2 separate regions of the Mus musculus genome follow, and region 2 is linked to region 1. The links are chromatin contacts, called in public promoter capture Hi-C maps. All regions are on one chromosome and are shown on one strand. The core of a region is the stretch at or near the end of the contact, and the rest is flanking DNA. Distances in the headings are between cores, read along the strand shown.

Region 1 (3,679 bases), core at 733-3,232:
TAAGAAATATAGTTGAGGGTTGAGGATACAGCTCAGTTGGTACATGCCTTCTAAAATCCCTAAGGCCTTCCCTATGAGCCTGTAATCTCAGCACTGGGAAGGCAGAGGCAGGAGGCCATCATCCTTGGCCAGAGTGAGACATATAAGACCTTGCCGCAAAAGAGAAACATGCTTAGGATGAAGGATCCTTGAATGACCACAGAAACACATCTCTGTCTATTTCTATGATGGTGTTTCCACCCTGAACGGGAGCTGTGCTACTTCACGGGTTGGGAGCCTGAGCGAATTAACTAAAGAAGGAGGTGAGCGAAGCCCCAACATTTGTCTCTTTCTGCTTCATGACTGAGGAGAAGCTGTGACCAGCCACTTCACGCTCCTACTGCCATGATGGACTATACCGTCAGAGGATAAGCAAAATAAACTCCTCCTTCCTTAAGTTGCTTTGCAGGTATGTGGTCATAGCAACAAGAACAGTTAACTAGTACACTTGTCTCTAGATCCATATTCCCAACACAGACACAAGGATTTATAAACACTTGTATTTAGCAACCAGTTACATGAGAAATTCTACTTTACCCGTTTCTTTTCCTTAAAGTCAACAATGTGATTGATGGCAACAACTGAGTATCCCACTGAAAAGAAAAATAGATCATTTAAAAAATATACTTTCTTGTTCACAATGATCATATTGATAAGAGATTCAAGAGTCTGGCATGACAATAGGGATGTAGCTAAGTGTCAGGATGCTTGCTAGGCATACACAGAGTCCTGGATTCAATTCCGAGACCTGGAAAATAAGGGGGTGGGGTAGGAGGCAGATCCTGAGCCCTACTGTTTATTGTGACTTAAGGTGAAGTTTCAGGTTCTTCACCTGTCCCATGATGTTAACAGCAGACAGGACTTTCAAGTGTCATGAAAATGAAGTGAAACAGCACCAGTATTTTAGAAGAGTGCACATATTTAGCTGCCACATTTAGAAGCCAGGCACATATTTAGGCTGTGGTTCATATTAACACAATGCTAAAGACTCAAGTTTTATGTCTTTCTGTCACCTTTGTTATCATTTCTTTCTTCTGCGATCCCCCTCACATTTGCTCCCTTTCCTACGGAGCAATGGAGTGATGACTCCCTCACATCTCTTTTGAGGTACTCTACAATAACAGACGAGGGACACTACAGGCTTGTCTTACCATCACAACAGACAAGTGCCCTGTCCCCAATACATTTAAATCACGACTCTTGTCTTTAAGTTGCCTAAAATACTGACAGGATAATAGTGTATTAATATTAAAAGAATAATGCATGGTAATGATAAAATAGCGGCCCTTCGTCTTCCCAGTCAGCCCAATAACGCCCTACTTTCCTTCCTCTCGAAGGGATTTGAGAATCTATTATTTGGCAGGCCCTATGCCAGGTGAGAGCTCACATGATCAACGTTCATCCTTAAGGCACTTGAGATGCTCGAGAGAAATAAGGTAACGCCCTTCCCATTCTCTAAGCTCCCACAGCAGTTCCTGCCCGAGACCCAGCTTTCTGTATTTGACAGATGCCGTGTGACTCAAAAGGGGCTGATACCAAAAGCACTGGCTGAGGGGACCAGTCCCTGTTCCTATCATTCATCAGCTCGCAGGCTCCATGCCAATGCCTCGACCCCTTAGGCCTCCGTTCTCTCCCTCTGCACGAATGACTGGGCAAACACAAACAACAACAGCTTTGTCAAGAGCCCGAGTTTCTCACCCAGGGGATCCGGGTGATACTGCAGCTATTCTCTGCCTTTAGGGACGTCAGGCAGATCACACGAGAGACCGGAATGGGGCCTGAAAAAACTACCAAACAAAGCTGGATGGTGTGGGGGACAGAGCCAAGCCAGTAGACTCACGGTGAGCAGCAGTCTCCACGAGTCCGCGCAGAGCCTTCAGGTCTGAGCCCGCTCTTAAATCCAAATCTGCGAACGCCGCCATGCTGACATCCCAGGAGCACCCGCGCGCCAGTCTGCGCAGCCGCCGTGTTGTCCCTCAGGCATGCTGGGAGTTTTAGGTTGTTCCTTGAGCTTTCTGGGATTTGTAGTTTTTCTTTCTCAGTCGTCTTGGGTCGTCTTGCAGAGACTTTCCTATTCCCTAGAATCCAGCCAAAGTTAGTGTGTTGGGACCTATAGCCTTACTTATTCATAATTTGAATGGGAATGTTTTGGTACTCTCTGATGGGGCTCAAATCTCCCATGCTCCTACCATACAGCAATGCAAAGTGACTCATTTTAAAGGCACCCATAGAGCATACCGATGTCAAGCAGACATTTCTAAGGTCTTGAAGCCTGTTTAAAGCTCTGGGGAGCCGGGCGTGGTGATACACGCCTTTAATCCCAGACCCGGGAAGGCAGAGAGAACTCTGAGTTTGAGGCCAACCTTCTTTATACCGAGAGTACCAGGCCAGTCTGAAATACAGAGTCTCAAAAGTAGTTAAACTAACAAATAAATGAAGATACATGGGAAGTTATTTTTCTTTCCTATTTCCACAGTACATTCCATTCTTTGAAAGTGGCCTTTTTGAAGTATTTGGTCTGTGGCTAAGATTATCTAAACTCTTTGGGCTAAGACAATCCGTTACAGACTACAACCACAAGATGGCAGAGTGCTCTCAAAGCTGATGGTTTAGCGCCAACACATCCTTTAGCCAGAGGACTGACTGGGAGGGGCAAAAATGAAAACATGTCTTACAATGTTTTTCATGAGAAACATACACATATCATTTGATGTTTCTACTTTTAAATGACCCTTTTAAAAATGAACTCTTTAATATTGACAGATCAATTATTCAACAACATAGAACACGATTTTTAATCTACTTGATGTAGAGGGCCAGTCCTTTACCCCTCTCCATTCAGTCTTTAGTTGCCTAGCATGCGAACCCTTCTGCGCATTACTAATAAGCAGCTCCAGCCTCGTGCAACTCAATAGGACTTCTGAACTGCTGGTCTCTCAAATAAGAAAAGTCCACTTCTCATGAGCTTGTCCGTTGGGATTATACCAAAGTGATGGAAATGTTTAGAAGCATTTTCAATTTCTGTACTAATCACAAAGAATATGGAGTCTTCTCCATCTGACCACACTACTGTAATGATCACTAATTTCCTACAAATTTCTGAAAGATGATGATGATGGCGGTGGTGGTGGTGGAGAGGAGGAGGAAGAGAAGGAGGAGAAAGAGGTGGAGGAGGCAGTAGCAGAGGTGGTATTATTAGTAGCCCAGGGTGGACTTAAATCCACAATCATCTTGCCTCAGTATCCTTGGTTTTGGGATTACAGCTGAGCACTGCCACACCTATGTTTGGTTAATTTTCATAAATGATTGTTTCCAATACTTGATATTTTCCAAGAACAAAACAACAACAAAATAATGTCTGCAACCAGACCAAGGCCGTACAAAACAAACCCCTTGCTTTCATCAGAATGTCTAGTTCTAACTTTTATAGTAGTAGAGAGATGTCTTCATACAGGATCACAAAATCTAGATTGGTCAGTCGAGTAGCCATTGTGTAGTGGACCTAAATAAGAATTTTAGTTATTTGATATTAAGGTTAGACTACAGAGGGCATAATTCTTTAAGAGTCATGGTGATGTTACTGTGGTCTTCACCTTTTAGATTCCCTTTGTTCTGAGTGTTAGCATTTCTTCTAGGCTCC
Region 2 (3,679 bases), core at 542-3,041, 2.8 Mb before region 1:
TTTCGCTTTGTTTAGAAACAAGATCGTGCTATGTAACCCTGGCTGGTCTGCTAGTAGATCTACTAATAGCTGTGTAGTCCAGGCTGCCCCTGAACTCATGGCAATCTTCCTGCCTCATCCTTCTATAGGAGTACCGGCATTAAAAGTGTGTACTCCCGACAAGGAATGAGCTTTAGTAAAAGCAACGGAAACAAATACTATGAAAAAAATATCATTTCTGAGCCCAGCATGGCGGCATATGCCTTTAATGTCAGCACTTGGGAAACAGAAACAAGCGGATCTCTGTGAGTTCGAGATCAGCCGACAAAAATCAAAAAAGAAAAAGAAAAAAAAAATCATTTCTGAATTTAAGAATCCCCAAACTAAGCCCGCAAAATAGCAAAGACATTTTCCACTAGACTTGACTTGAGTTGAATCCCCCCTATCCAGAGAATGGGAGAGGAAGAGCCCAAAGATTGTTTGATCTCCACGCAAGGATACATGTGCGCACACACATTAACACAAAATAAGTGTGCAGTTAAATTATTTTTTTTTTTAAAAAAAAACCTCGAATCCCCAAACTAATGGAACGGGCTTAGACTCCAAGCAAATAAACTTCACAGACTTCTACACCACACACTGCCGCCCGCCCAGTCCAAATCCTAGTAATACAATTACAAAAAAATAATAGGGCAGTGGTTATCTGATGTTCCAGATGAAGAAACTGAATGTGTAGTATTGGGAGGCTGGTCAGACCTGGAAGCACAACGCTTCCTGGGGACGGAGTAACACCAATCCTGGCTCCAGGCCCGGAGCTCACAAAGCCATCCGGTCCCCCTACCCTAGCGACAGATCAAAGCTGAGTCCCGACGTTCCTGTTCCGTACGCTGGAAGGCAGCCCGTTCCCGGCCCCGCCCAAGCCCCTCGCGCGGCCAGTGTGATACCTGGCGAAGAAATCCGCGAAGCCACCGCTCCGTCGAGCCCGAGCCGTGGTGCCCCCGGGACCCTGCTCTGCCGCTGGCAAGGGTGCGGACGGCCCCGCTGAGGGCAGGAGGTCGCCGGCGCTCTGACGGCGGCTCACCTCGAACGTGTTCCGAGAGCCGAAGCGGGCGTCGGGGAGGCCGAGGCTGGGCTCCGCGCTCTCGACGGCCCTCCCGGCAGGGGTGGCGGCTGCGGGGTCCGGGTCGTCCGTGTCCCCGGCCGCCAGGCAGCAGCTCCGCAGCGGGTCCTCGAGCGGCGCGGCCCAGTCGTCCAGGCCACCCGCACCGTCCACGCCCTCGTCCGCGGGCTCCAGCAGGCAGGGACGGCCGCAGGTTCGGCGGCGACGTGCCTCCTCTGGGCCGCGACGGTCCTGGCGCAGCAAAAAGCCCGAGTCTCCGTTGGTCATGCCTGAGCCGCGCGCCGCGGGGACTGCTGCCGCCGCCGCCTCCTCCGCCTCCGCCTCCGCCCCGCCGAGCCCGGGCTTCAGCGGGCCCGCGGCCGCCGCGAGGTACCGCTGCAGGAGCTGCCGCGGCGGCGGCGCCTCCTCCTCTCCAGCCTCCTCCGGCGGCTCCGCGGCGACAGCGCCTCCGCTAAAGCCGCTGGTGGCCGGGACGGTCTTCCCGTCCTGACCCATGGGCCCCGGGACTGGGAGCAGCTCGGCGTTCCTTCCCGAGCAGGCTCCGGCATCCTCGGGACCCATCATCTGAGGCGGCGGAGGAGGACTGCCCTGCGTGCAGGGTTCGCGGCCACGGCCGCCGCGACGTCCCCGGACCCACCCCTCCCACCCGGCGGCCGGGGCAGTTGCCGGAGGCCGGGCACGCGCTGGGATCGCGCACGCGCACCAGCGGGGCCGGGCCTGCCCGCGACCCGGCGCGTCCCCGAACCATAGAGACGGCAGCTAGAGCGACCCGGGAGGACAATCTGAGATCCTCCACCCGGGTGACAGTGCTTAGCCTAAGGGAGGGCAAGGCTCACTTCGCATAAACCATATCACTTGACGGCGATTTGTTTGTGAGAGGAAACTAAGGAAGTTAGTTTAAGTGCTCCTGTCTTGACAGTTTTTACCTTCTCTAACAGCAGTGAAGAACTCCTGGAACCGTTCAGGGCTTCGTTGTCCACATGACAGCCCCTTACCTATCTTTTCCACTTAGTCTTCCATGTTTACCAAAGTCTGATCTCCTAACACTTTTTAACACGTTGGTTGTTGGTTGTCGTGTCACCTGGGTACGGAAATGAAATGGAGCCAGGGCGAGAAGGACTGTTTGGCTCAGTGGTTAAGATTGCCGACTGCTCTTTCAAAGGTCCTGAGTTCAAATCCCAGCAACCACATGCTGGCTCACAACCATCTGTAACGAAATCTGATGCTCTCTTCTAGAGTGTCTGAAGACAGCTACAGTGTACTTACATATAATAAATAAATATTAAAAAAAATAACTGCAGCAACCTGTGGTAATGGATTAAGATATAATGACCGTTTAGTGGAAATAAAATGTATTTAATGTGTGAATCGCAAGACATAATAACTAGCCACAGGAGTGATAGGAGAGCAGCCAGGAATAACAAGGCTATGAGATTGCTGTGGTGTGAAGAAACAGGAAACTGGATTGGGGAAAGACATTGGAATTAACTAACATAGTGAGAGTTATAAACTTGGGTTAAAGTTCTGGTTTGGTCGAAGGGGCCATTTATGTAAGCCACAAAGGGGGTCGGGGGATATCAAGTGACTCTACCTCCATAGAAGAATGAGCATAGGGCAGAGACCCAATAGTGTTGGTATTTCAGAAGAGATGAAGTTGTTGTAAAAGGCCCAAATAGACATTGTTGTAGTAGGATAATGCAGTAACTAGAGACCATTCATTCTACAAATGCCTCTGAAAGCAAGTATAGAAATAGAATGGAATACTTAGCAAAACAAAGCAGTAAAAGCGTTTATTATCAAGATCTTTTGAAAGGTGGAAGATAGCTCAGTTGGTCACGTTGTCATGCAAGCATGAGGACCTTTCCTGTATCGCAGCACTCACATAAAAAGCCACTTTGTAGAATGCCCTTGTACAGCTAACATTGGAGAGGCAGTCCCTGGGATGCTCTGGTAACCGGCCTGGCTAAGGCAGCTGGCCTTAGATCTTATTAAGAGGTCATGTCTCAGACAATAAGATGGGCAGTCCCAAAGGAGTAACAGCTGAGTTGAACTCTCTCCTCCCTAAATATGAGTGTATACTTACCTCATACATAGGAACACACACACCTGAACATACATACACAAAACATCTTTCAAAAGGAAAAACCAAAGAATGTGTATAAACCAGAAAGAGAGAGAGAGAGAGAGAGAGAGAGAGAGTAGATAGATCCTGTATTAGTTACAGGGACAGTACCCAGAATACATACAGAAATAAGCCAGTGTGGTAGAAAGCATCTGTAATTACAGAACTCTCTAGGGTGAAGCAAAAGAGAATCTCAAGTTCAAGACCAGCCTGGGCTACATAGCAAATCTGAGGATAGCATGAGCTACACAGCAAACTTTTATCTCAAGAAAAAAATTGTAATTCAATATTTTAAAAGACAACTTGACTAGGTGGTGGTAGTGCACGACTTTAATGTCAGCACTCAGGTGATATAGGCAGGTTTCTGATTTCAAGGCCAGCCTCATTTACACAATGAGTTCCAGGACAGCCAGGGCTACACAGAGAGACCCTGTCTCAAAAAACTAAAAACATCAGTT

What was found. Promoter capture Hi-C pulls out the DNA fragments that hold promoters and counts their contacts.
Region 2: a contact with region 1 is called in a promoter capture Hi-C map of hippocampal neurons, with 2.9 times the contacts expected there. A contact is called at or near these places in 2 of 39 promoter capture datasets (hippocampal neurons and pre-B cells) and 1 of 130 datasets of targeted methods (astrocytes).

Annotation. Positions count from the first base shown.
Region 1 is chr19:36,082,019-36,085,697 of GRCm38.p6, reverse strand. It overlaps Rpp30 (ribonuclease P/MRP 30 subunit), which reads right to left and starts at 1,982. Exons shown (of 11, transcript NM_019428.3): 1 at 1,880-1,982; 2 at 577-632. The coding sequence starts at 1,961.
Region 2 is chr19:38,834,691-38,838,369 of GRCm38.p6, reverse strand. Tbc1d12 (TBC1D12: TBC1 domain family, member 12) reads right to left here and starts at 1,791. Exons shown (of 13, transcript NM_145952.4): 1 at 924-1,791. The coding sequence starts at 1,663.